Linked DNA regions of Sus scrofa: region 1 is linked to region 2. Evidence: chromatin contacts called from public Hi-C data. All regions are on one chromosome and are shown on one strand. Each heading gives the region's core, a stretch centred on a gene start, on an enhancer-like site or on the middle of the called end of the contact. The rest is flanking DNA. Distances are from core to core; before and after follow the strand shown. Region 1 holds the start of TRIP6 (thyroid receptor-interacting protein 6). Region 2 overlaps ZAN (zonadhesin).

The links. A called contact is a pair of places that touch in the nucleus more often than the background predicts.
Region 1: a Hi-C map of epiblast stem cells shows a contact between it and region 2, with 1.7 times the contacts expected there. The contact joins the promoter of TRIP6 here to the enhancer-like site in region 2. A contact is called at or near these places in 1 of 5 promoter capture datasets (liver), 14 of 47 Hi-C or Micro-C datasets (alveolar macrophages, embryonic fibroblasts, epiblast stem cells and 6 more) and 2 of 2 datasets of contacts at active chromatin or transcription factors (alveolar macrophages and skeletal muscle).

The regions. Positions count from the first base shown.
Region 1 is chr3:8,709,853-8,715,245 of Sscrofa11.1, forward strand. It overlaps TRIP6 (thyroid receptor-interacting protein 6), which reads left to right and starts at 3,369. Exons shown (of 9, transcript XM_003354478.4): 1 at 3,369-3,636; 2 at 3,929-4,056; 3 at 4,149-4,274; 4 at 4,562-4,948; 5 at 5,245-5,338. The coding sequence starts at 3,528. SLC12A9 (solute carrier family 12 member 9) reads left to right here. Exons shown (of 14, transcript XM_003354477.4): 14 at 1,790-3,052. The coding sequence ends at 2,679.
Region 2 is chr3:8,665,216-8,670,732 of Sscrofa11.1, forward strand. It overlaps ZAN (zonadhesin), which reads left to right. Exons shown (of 41, transcript NM_214383.1): 33 at 1-21; 34 at 311-484; 35 at 713-852; 36 at 1,198-1,397; 37 at 1,501-1,639; 38 at 1,973-2,113; 39 at 3,254-3,356; 40 at 3,448-3,500; 41 at 3,585-3,666. The coding sequence ends at 3,619. Among named protein-coding and RNA genes, the nearest start is that of EPHB4, 22 kb to the right of the region's middle. Within about 2 kb of position 4,111, at least 14 of the 83 cell types and tissues checked have an H3K27ac peak or open chromatin away from gene starts, as enhancers often do. A contact at or near this core is called in alveolar macrophages, epiblast stem cells and retroperitoneal adipose tissue, where this site is marked.

The DNA of each region.
Region 1 (5,393 bases), core at 2,119-4,618, 44 kb after region 2:
GGACCTTGCCCTGTTCAGTGTTGATGGGAACCCTTGAAAATGCTCAGGAGGGGGTGTAACTAGTTTAATTTGCAAGATCAGTGTTTTGGGGGTGTTGTCGAGCATTATTAGATCCTGGCATATCTGAGGGCCTGGTCTCTCCTCAGATCCACCTTTTGATGGGGAGCCTGGGCCAAGAGACCACTCCTTTCATGTGATGTATCCTGCAGAAAATGATTTCAGGAAAAGGAAAAGGGGAGTCCCCTGGTGGCTCAGCAGGTTAAGGATCCATTGTAGTCACTGCTGTGTCATTGACTGTGGCTTGGTTTTGATACCTGACCAGGGAACTTCTGCATGCTATGGGCACCGCCAAAAAAAAAAAGAGAGAGAGAGAGAAAGAAAAAGTTTTCCTTTAGTTGGTCAATTCCCTAGTATGTACAATTTGATTTGTTGGTAGATTTTTGAGTAAACCCATTTGTCTCATGAGAAGGGTATTAGAGGAGTTCCTGTCATGACTCGGTGGTAACAAACCTGACTAGTATCCGTGAGGTTGCAGGTTTGATCCCTGGCCCTGTCCCTGCTCAGTGGGTTAAGGATCTCGCGTTGTCATGAGCTGCAGTGTAGGTCATAGATGTGGCTCGGATCCCAAGTTGCTGTGGCTGTGGGGCAGGCCAACAGCTACAGCCCAGATTCAATCCCTAGCCTGGGAACATCCATATGTTGCGAGTGCAGCCCTAAAAAAAGACAAAAAAAAAAAAAAAAAAAAAAAAAAGGATCCAGCCTTGCAGATGTGGCTCAGAACTGGTATTGCCGCAGCTGTGGTGTAGACCGGCAGCTCCAGCTCTGATTTGACCCCTAGCCTGGGAACTTCCATATGCCGCATATGCGGCCCTAAATTAAAAAAAAAAAAATGGGGTGTTAGAAAAGGTCTGAGCCTTCCTATAGACTCAGTCTGGTTACAGGGGCATTAGCTGATTCCACACTGTTTGTTCAGAGGGACGTGAGGCATTGTGGTTGGTGCACAACTGGCTTAGAGGCTCAGAGAATGGGCTCTGGTGCTGGGCACTGTAGTGTTCACCTGCTGGGCCCAGTGTCTGCCAGCTGTGAGCCTTTGGGCAAGTGACCTCACCGCTCTGGGGCTCAGGTGCCTTATCCATAAAGGGGAGTGAGTAATAGTCCCTACCTCATAGCGTTGTTTCAAGGATCAGATGAGTTAAAACACAAAATGTTTTCTACAGGATGGGGCCCCCGATTAGCATGCAGAGGTTTGCTCTCAGGGGACCGTGCTTTGGACACGTCATCATTAGGGCTTTTCTATCATAGAAACAGATCGTGCAGCCCCAGTGCCGAGCTTCATCCTCCCCTAGCAGGGTCTGAGCGCTGTCTCCCTGGGGATCTAGGCCATGAGCTTGACTAATCAGGGGGTCCCTTCTGTCCGGTGGAGTCAGACTCTCATCTCCCATCACAAAAAAGGTGTGCAGCTTAAAGCCTGGAGTGAAATGCATCCTACTGCCTCATGACGCCTGGAAGTGCTCCTTAGTTAAAAGAATCCTAAGGCGAACTCTGTCAATTTAAGTGGGGGAGATTAGTCATGAAGATAAATGCCTGTGAAAGTGTTTGGGAAAACTCAAAGTCATTACGCAAATGTGCATAATGTTGCCTTAAGAGGCCAAGCACTGTGCAAATGTCATACCTGCTGGCTGACACGTCGCTGCCAGAGGGTGGGAGTGGGTGCCTGTTAGTATGGTGTGAACTCAGCCTGTGACTGATTCCTTGGGGCTCCTTCCTGCCTATCCCTCTCTGCCCCCAGGTGGCATGAAGCCCAACACACTGGTCCTGGGTTTCTACGATGATGCTGCGCCCCAGGACCACTTCCTGACAGATCCAGCTTTCTCTGAGCCTGCTGATGCCACCCAGGAGGGCGGGTCCCCAGCCCTGAGCACCCTGTTCCCTCCACCCCGGGCTCCTGGGAGCCCCCGGGCTCTCAGTCCCCAGGACTATGTGGCCACTGTGGCAGACGCCCTGAAGATGAATAAGAATGTGGTTCTTGCCCGGGCTTGTGGGGCCCTGCCCCCTGAGCGACTGAGCCGGGGTTCCGGGGGTACCTCTCAGCCACATCATGTGGACGTGTGGCCCCTCAACCTGCTGCGGCCCCGGGGTGGACCTGGCTACGTGGACGTCTGCGGCCTCTTCCTGCTGCAGATGGCCACCATCTTGGGCATGGTGCCTGCTTGGCACACTGCCCGCCTCCGGATCTTCTTGTGCCTGGGGCCTCGGGAGGCCCCAGGGGCAGCCGAGGGGCGGCTCCGGGCACTGCTGAGCCAGCTGAGGATCCGGGCAGAGGTGCAGGAGGTTGTGTGGGGTGAGGGGGCTGGGTCCGAGGAGCCTGAGGAGGAGGAGGAGGGGGACTTTGTGAATGGCAGGCGCGGAGACGCAGAGGCAGAGGCCCTGGCACGCAGCGCCAACGCCCTGGTTCGGGCCCAGCAGGGGCGCGGCAGAGGAGGAGGGCCTGGTGGGCCTGAGGGTGGGGATGGCGAGGAAGGGCCCACCACCGCCCTCACGTTCTTGTACCTGCCTCGGCCGCCTGCTGATCCCTCTCGCTACCCTCGCTACCTGGCGCTGCTGGAAATTCTGAGCCATGACCTGGGCCCCACGCTGCTCATTCATGGCATCACCCCTGTCACTTGCACTGATCTCTGATGCCGGTTCCTAGTAGAGAGTGTCCAGGTCGAGTGGCCCACTTTGCTTGGCGGGTTGAGGAGGGGAGGTGCTGCCTCTTGCCCTCCTTGTACTTGGGACTCGGACCCTGGTGGAGGTATTAGGGGAACCTGGTCTTTGGGAGAGGGTCCTCGCTGTGCCCAGGGCAGCTGAGCCGGCGGCCACCACTGGCGAGAAGTCAGCAGCCCTCCCCCACGCTGGCCTCCCTCCCTTCACTGGTGCCTTGACGGGGCTGGGTCTCCGCTTGTGACTCTAGGCTACCTCAGTCTCCCCGCCCCTTGCCCAGTAGACTCCTCACCCTTGAGGTTGTGATGTTTTTGTTCCGTTTTATTTTTCTAACTGCTGAATGTGAATAAAAGACCAAAACACTAGGTGCTGGCCGAGCGTTTCTGGAGGGAGCCGGTAGGGGGGACAGAATGCGGGACGAATCTGTATGCGGGGAGGGGCACTGGAGCATCCCAGCGCAAGGGGGCCACGTGCGGACTTGGGGCACAAGAGCCCCGTGTTAAAGGAGGCTGCCTGAGCCTCCCACCCCCACCCCCCGGGCCCACGCTCTGGAGGAAAGCCGCCCCGGCTCGCAGGAGGGGGCCGACTAGGGGAGGGACGGCAGTTTAGGGCCTAGGGGGCCACGTGACCCTCCCCCAGGAATGCGATGACGTCATCGGGGGCGTGGCCGTCCCCAAAATTGGGGAGGAAGGGGAAAAAAAAAAGCCAGAAAAAGTTTCTGTCCTGGAGTCCCAAGCGAGGTGTCGGGGGGAAGAAGGGGTCAAAGTCAGAGCCCTGGGCTCCGTGGGGCCCTGACCGCTGTCTGGAGTCCCCCATTCCAGACCATGTCCGGGCCCACCTGGCTCCCCCCGAAGCAGCCGGAGCCCGCCAGAGCCCCTCAGGGGAGAGCGCTCCCCCGAGGCGCCTCCGGGCCGCCGCCAGCCCACGGAGCAGGTAAGGCAGCCCCAGTGCGGTGCGGAGGCCACCGGGCCACCAACACTCAACTCTGCCCTGCTGCTCTTGCCTCCCGCTGAGCCTGCCCCTGTCGCCCCTTCCCCAAGCCCGGCTGGAACCCGCCGCGCCCCCGCCCTCGCCCTCTCCCAGCCCTCACTGCCTCCTGCCCCATTCTCGGACCCCAGATGCGGGGGGAGAGGGGTGAAGAGGGACCCAAGACCGGTGGCCTCCACAAGTGTCACCCTCCTCTCCTTCCCCATCCCCACCTTGGCTCTCTCTTCCCTCACCCCAGCACTCCAGTCCCACCCCAGGGTCAATTTTTGCCCCCTCCCATCTGAGCAGTGTTACCAGGCCCCTGGGGGACCGGAGGATCCGGGCCTGGCCTGGGTGGGGTGCCATGGAGCACCCCAACGCTCACAGGTGAGCACCGCGATTAGGGGGTGTGGGGGGGACTTAGGGCAGGAGAAGAGGCCATATGAGTTGCATTCTCCCTGCTTTTGCTCTATCTCCAGGGGCTCCCCCCGGACAGGGGGGCCTTGCGCCCAGGAAGTCTGGATGCTGAGATAGATTCCCTGACCAGCATGTTGGCTGAGTTGGACGGGGGTCGGGGTCACGCCCCACGGCGGCCTGACCGGCAGGTGACTCCCCGCTCCTGTCCCTCCCTGTCCTTGTCCCCCACCCCTCCCCCGCAACCTGGTTCCTGCTCTGTATTCTCACTCCTCTTCTCCCTCCACATGGGGGATGCACCCACCAGCGAGGAGGAAGCTGGGCCACCAAAACGTACTAGGTTGCCAGCCACTCAAGGACGGGCCCTTGTCAAAACCAGTGCTTACCTGGGTGCCACAGACACAGGGTTCAGGGGTTCCACAGATGTGTGTTCTGGATTGGGCCCAGCTCATGCCTTCTGGTCTGTGCTTCTCTCCAGGCTTATGAGCCCCATCAGCTCCCTGCCTACCGCTCAGGCCCTGGCTCCCTGAAGCCGAATGGAGGGAGTGTTCCTCCCACACCACTCCCAGCGGCCTCCTATGGCGGCCCCACGCCGGCCTCCTATGCTACGGCCAGCACCCCCGCCGGCCCTGCCTTCCCTGTGCAAGTGAAGGTGGCACAACCAGTGAGAGGCTGTGGCCCCCCCAGGCGGGGGGCCCCTCAGGCCTCGGGGCCCCTCCCCGGCCCCCACTTTCCTCTCCCAGGCCGAGGTGAAGTCTGGGGGGCTGGCTACAGGAGCCACCGTGAGCCAGGGCCAGGGGGTAAAGAGGAGGCTGCCGGAGTCTCCGGCCCTCCGGGAGGAAGAGGAGGCGGGTACGGGCCCCAGGTAAGCCCTGGGCCCTGGGATTTGGGGTCCTCAAAGACAGTTGGATGCTGACTGGGTGGGGTGGGGGTGGGGGTTGATGTTCCAGTTTTCAAGCTCTGGATTCCCTGGGGGCGGGGGGCAGGTCAGGAAATAAAGGAGGGAGGGGACTAGATCTGCACACTGGCTCCCAGAGGCACACCCCTGGCCCCTGGGCTGGGGTGTTCTCCTGTGAGCTTTTGGGTGGAATTGCCTGATCACTCTCGGTGACAGTATTGGGAGGGAGAGGTAGGATTGAACCCCTGATTCTCACCTCCCAGGTCCCCCTGAGCCAGCCTCCCGAGGAGGAACTTGAGAGGCTGACCAAGAAGCTGGTGCAGGACATGAACCACCCGCCCAGTGGGGAGTACTTCGGTGAGCTGCCCCCCGCCACACACCCCGGGCAGGGGGTGGGGGGAGGTCAGGTAGA
Region 2 (5,517 bases), core at 2,861-5,360:
AGGCCACCCCCGCTTCTCAAGGTGAGAGGACTGGGGCTCTGCGCAGGGGGAGGGATGAGCGGCAGCCCAGCCTCTGTCCACACCCCTCTCACCCCCACGTCCTCAGCAGAGGAGGAGCCCCGAGGTCCAGGGCCTGCACTGGCCTAGATTCTTCTAGTCCCATCACTTCTCTTCTCTGCCACTGACTATGTGGCATCTCCCTGTGGGTCCTGGTCTGTGCCCACGCCCTCCCGCTTCGTCCCCTCCCCAGTTCTTCCTAAATTCGCAGCCCTCGTGGGCCTCACCTGGCCCTTCACTGTCTCTGCCCCAGGGCCATTCGAGAGGAGGAAGAGAAAAACGAAGAGTCAGGCTTTCAGAATGTGTCAGAATGCAGCCCAGAGCAGCTGGAGCTCGTCAACCACACCCAGGCGTGTGGGGTGCTGGTGGACCCTCAGGGCCCCTTTGCTGCCTGTCACCAGATTGTGGCCCCAGGGCCCTTCCAGGAGTAAGTTGAAGACGCAGGACATGGGGAATGGCCTTTCTCTAGGTCCTGCAGCCTGTTCTCTGATGGGCTCTCTGTTGGGCGTAATTCTCTGAGCTCGGTACCTTGTGACACACATATGCACGCACGCATGTGCGCTGCCTGCTGGGACTTGCAGGGCCTCTTCTGCAAGGCTGGGTCTCCTTGCCTCCCCGTCTCTGACAGCCCCCATGGTCCCTGTCATCCCCCCAGGCACTGTGTGTTTGATCTCTGTGCTGCCCCGGGCCCCAAAGAGCAGGAGGAGTTGCGTTGCCAGGTCCTCAGCGGGTACGCCATCATCTGCCAGGAGTCGGGCGCCACCCTGGCCGGCTGGCGGGACCACACCCACTGCGGTGAGGCCCTGACCTTCCCCAGCAGCTGGGCCTGAGCTCATCTCTGAACCCCCACCACGGCCCCCATGTTGGCGTCCTGTCTTGGTTTCCCCAGCCCTAAACTCTCCCCTTGTCCTCCTGGCCGAACCCCTTCCCTGCCCACCTGTCCACTCTGTCTCGCTCCTTCTTGCCGATGCCCATCTTTGCTTCTCTTCATGCATTAATGTCACAGATGAAAGGACACGCAAAGTGGCCCACTGTTCTGCCTTCCCTGCCTCTCCCAAGCTCTGTACTCTGTCAGGTGACCCATACCTGTGGGGCCAGCTCCAGTGCAGCCACCTTCTGACTGTGACTCTGTGCCTTCAGCCTTGCCATGTCCGGCCAACACGGTCTATCAGAGCTGTATGACACCCTGCCCAGCCTCCTGTGCCACCCTGGCAGTCCCCCGGGCCTGCGACGGCCCGTGTGTGGAGGGCTGTGCCAGCCTCCCCGGTTACATCTACAGTGGTGCCCAGAGCCTTCCCATGGCCCACTGTGGCTGCACCAACAACGGCGTCTACTACCAGGTCCGGGCTGGGAGCGGGAGGCCCTGGGGAGCAGAGGCGCAAAAGGAGAGTCAGACTAGGGAGGTGAACTGGACCCCGCCTCCCGGCCCTTCTCCCTCTCCAGCAGGGTGACAGCTTCGTGACCGAGAACTGCTCTCAGCGCTGCACCTGTGCCAGCTCGGGGGTCCTGCTGTGTGAGCCCCTCAGCTGCCGCCCTGGGGAGATCTGCACCCTGGGGAACCTCACTCGTGGCTGCTTCCGAGGTGAGCCTGGACCACCTCTGGGCTTCAGACTGCCCTCAGACCCTGGGGGGGGGTGTACCCTGGACCAAGGACAGTCCCTCCCACTGCTGTGCCTGGAACTCCACGTCATCGATGTCAGGAAGTTTACACCAGAGAGGGTCCAGAGAGGGTAAGCAGTTTCCCCTGAGCCCGGGGCTTGTGAGTGTAGAGCCAGGATTGGAAGCCCGGCCAGCGGCCCCAGGCCAGTCCCTCTGTCAGCCGCCGCTCTCTTCCCTGGCACCCCAGCCCGCAGGCTCCTCTCCCTGCCTGTGGGTGTCCTCTCAGAACCCGTCCCAAACCCCTCCCTCTTTGCAGACAGCCCATGTCTACAGAACCCCTGTCAGAATGATGGGCGGTGTCGGGAGCAGGGAACCCACTTCACCTGTGAGTGTGAACTTGGTTACGGGGGAGACCTCTGCACGGAGCCTCGGGGTGTACCATCCCCCAAAAAGCCAGGCAAGAACTCCATCCCAGGCCCTGTATCCTCACAGCCCTTTCCCCACCACCAATGGCTGCAGGATTATTCCATGTATATGATACCTTATGTTAACCTATAAAATCTGTTCTAGATCATAATAGTATATTAACATCATATGTTCCTGTATGAAATATAACACACACATATATATGTATTATCACTAAAGGTTAGCAGAACCAAGATTCTCATGGAATCGCGGTGTCCTCGTGCCCATCTCCTACCCACACACTCTGGAATCTTGTCTCTGAACCTGAGCTCCCCACTTTTATGATCTGTATGTCTCGTCCTGCTCTCATTCCCGCTTGTGTCCCTCTAAGCCTCTCCAGTACCTTTTGTTGGTTTTCTCTGTCGCAAACTATTAATTCCCATGAGCCTCAGGGCCAGCAGTTCTCCAGTTTTATCCTTGTGCCTAAGATTGGGGTGGGACAGGGGTGTCTTGTTAAACATGTTCATTTCGGAGTTCCCGTCATGGCTCAGAGGAAATGAATCTGATGAGATCCGTGAGGCCGCAGGTTTGATCCCTGGCCTCGCTCAGTGGGTTAAGGATCCAGTGTTGCTGTGAGCCGTGGTGTAGTTTGAAGATGGGGCTCGGATCTGGCGTGGCCGTGGCTGTGGCTGTGGCTGTGGCGTAGGCTGGTGGCTACAGTTTTGATTTGACCCCTAGCCTGGGAACCTCCATGTCCCACAGGTGCAGGCCTAAAAAAGACAAAAAATAATAATAATAATACATAATACTTGTTCATCCTGGGACTTACCCCCAAGAGATTTGGATTCGGTAGGTCTGGAGGGGGCCCAGAGATCTGCATTTTTCACAAGCTCGCAGGTGATGGATGGAAATGACTCCAGGGCTGCTCTTGGAGAGGACCTAACACCCTGGACTCTAGGGGACCTGCTGGATGAAGGTCCCCCTGAATGGCTTATGGGAGTCATGTGTCCAGAAACAGGAGGCTGGCACCAAGGTCTTGAAAGCCCTGGAGCAGCAGCTTCCTGGAGGGAGAGCCAGCCACCCAGGGGTTTAGGGGATGCCGTCCCTCCAGGGTGGCAGCCAAGGACCGGAAGGGAGTGTCACCCCCACCCCTTCCTATCCCACATCCCTCTTTCTGTTCGCCACACCCCAGAGGCGTCCAACCGCGTGGCCATCCTCTTGGGGATGCTGATGCCCACAGTGCTCCTGGTGCCGGCGGTGACCAGAGTTTCCAGGAAGAGGAGGAGGAGGAGGAGGTGAGGTCCCGGAGGGGGAGGGGGAGGGCCGGCCGGCGGAGGAGCAGGCTTGGGGTTGGGCGCCCACCTTCTGGCGCTGTCTGTCCCCCAGGCCCTCTAGGGAGAGAACGCAGAGCCAGAACAGAGGCAAGCGGGCCGGCACAGGTGAGCGCCAGCCCCAGCGGCCACGACTTTGGCCACCGGGAGGTGAGTCGGCCTCTAATCCAGGTTTTCTCGCTTTCTCCTCAGATTGTGCTCCAGAGCAGGCCTACAAAGTGGCTTAGTTTTGAGGTGTTCACACAAAGGGAGAGATAAAATTATTTATTTTTGAGATGTGAATTTCCACATGATTCTGGTGGAGGAAGGGTCTGTCTGAGAGGTGGGTCTTAGGGGGAGAAACAAGACGGAGACTGGTGTGGGGGCGCCCAGGGCGGGAGAGCCACAGGCCGCCCGGGGGAGGGGCTCGGAGGTCTGAGGTGGGGAGGGGTGTCTGTCCCTTAGACGAGGCCACATGAGGGTAGGCCGTCTGCCCTCTGGCTTCGGGGTACCGCAGGAGAGACTCTGGCTTCGGGGTACAGCAGGAGACTTCCCCTCAGGAATTCTAGGTCTTGGAGGACGTGGCCGCGGAGCCTCCCAGAAGGGGCAGTGAAAGGTGATCCTGAGAGGTTTCATATTCCTCACCAGGAGATGAATTGCTGGGCAGAGGCTAAGGATGGGGAAGCTGGCTTTTTCCAAAGGGTGAACCAGCCTGTGACCAAAAGGGCCTTGGGGTTACTATGGTAACTGAGGGTGGGGCCTGAGGGCCGATTTGTTGTTTTGAGCTCCATCCTATTAGGAATGACCAGCTCACCTCTGCCAAAGGCCAGAGTGCAAACATTCCCACCCTGACTCCTGTGCCTTGTGCCTCCCACCAGGCAGGTCCTTGCTTGGGGGACGGGGGCTGGGACACCCTGCTTGGACTCTAAGAGGAAAAGGAAGGCTGCCAACGGCGGGGGTGCGGGGGAGGGGCCCACAGCCCAGGATGTGGGACCCCAGGGGACAGGACACCAAAACAGGTAGGACCCTGATTATAGAAAGGAATCCTTCCTCTGCTTACCCTCCAGGATGACTTCAGCAGCCACCTTCATGTAAGGAAGCGAGACCCAATGTGGTTGGGGAAAGGGCCCCAAGGCGAGAGGGCTGCCCCTGGCCAGGCCCCCCCTGCCCTTTAGCTAGGGGAGCAGCTTATGCTCTGGGGCTGAGTGTGGCAGGAAGGCTCAGGGGCTTCTGGAGCTGGGCTGGCCATGCTTAAATGTGGGCATCATGAGGCTCCCAACGGCATGCCTGCCCCCGCTGAGCCCCCTCATCTGGGCTTTGACCCTCTGCCTCTGTCCTTCATCTGTGCCCTGCCCCCTTGAACTGTTCCTCCCCTTACCCAGCTAAGGTCACCTCATCTAGCCTGACGTCTGATTGGCAGGGGAGGGAGGCGGCCTGGGGCCGCATCCTCGGAGACCTCCTCCTTCCATTAGGAGGACCCAGACCCCTCCTCCTCAGCTGGGAGGGACAGGAGTTATGGTTTGGGGTCCTGTACCAACCCCAGCCCAACAGCAGGGGGCAACTGAGATGCAGAAATGGCAAGGCTGCAGCAGCTCAACAAAGGGAACTGGTCCAGGCCTGCCCCTGCAGGTGTCCTTGAAGGAGGGCAGGCTGGCAGCAAAGAAGGAAACCAGAGATGGTGAGAAAGACTGTGAGGGGGATGGACCGCATCCTCAACTTCCTGTTCCAGAGGGAGAAGTTGGGGAAGGATTCTCAGGTGGTTTCCCCTCCCTTCCCAAGAGACTGGGAGAACCTGCCTGGGCAGCATCTTGAAAGGGGGAATTGTCCTCCAGACCCAGCCCAGCATCTGTGTGTGTGTGTGTGTGTACATGAGTACACGTGGGGGGTCCGAGTCCTCCATGCCAGCCCCTGCCCCCCCCATTGCCTCTAACCAATTGTCCTCCAGACCCAGCCCAGCATCTGTGTGTGTGTGTGTGTGTACATGAGTACACGTGGGGGGTCCGAGTCCTCCATGCCAGCCCCTGCCCCTCCCCATTGCCTCTAACCAACCCCAGCTGTCAACATCTGGCCTACATCTGTCTCCCTCATCTGACTAGACCTCCAGCCCAGCAGATTCCCCCCTCACCTCCTTCAGGGGGCTGTAGGG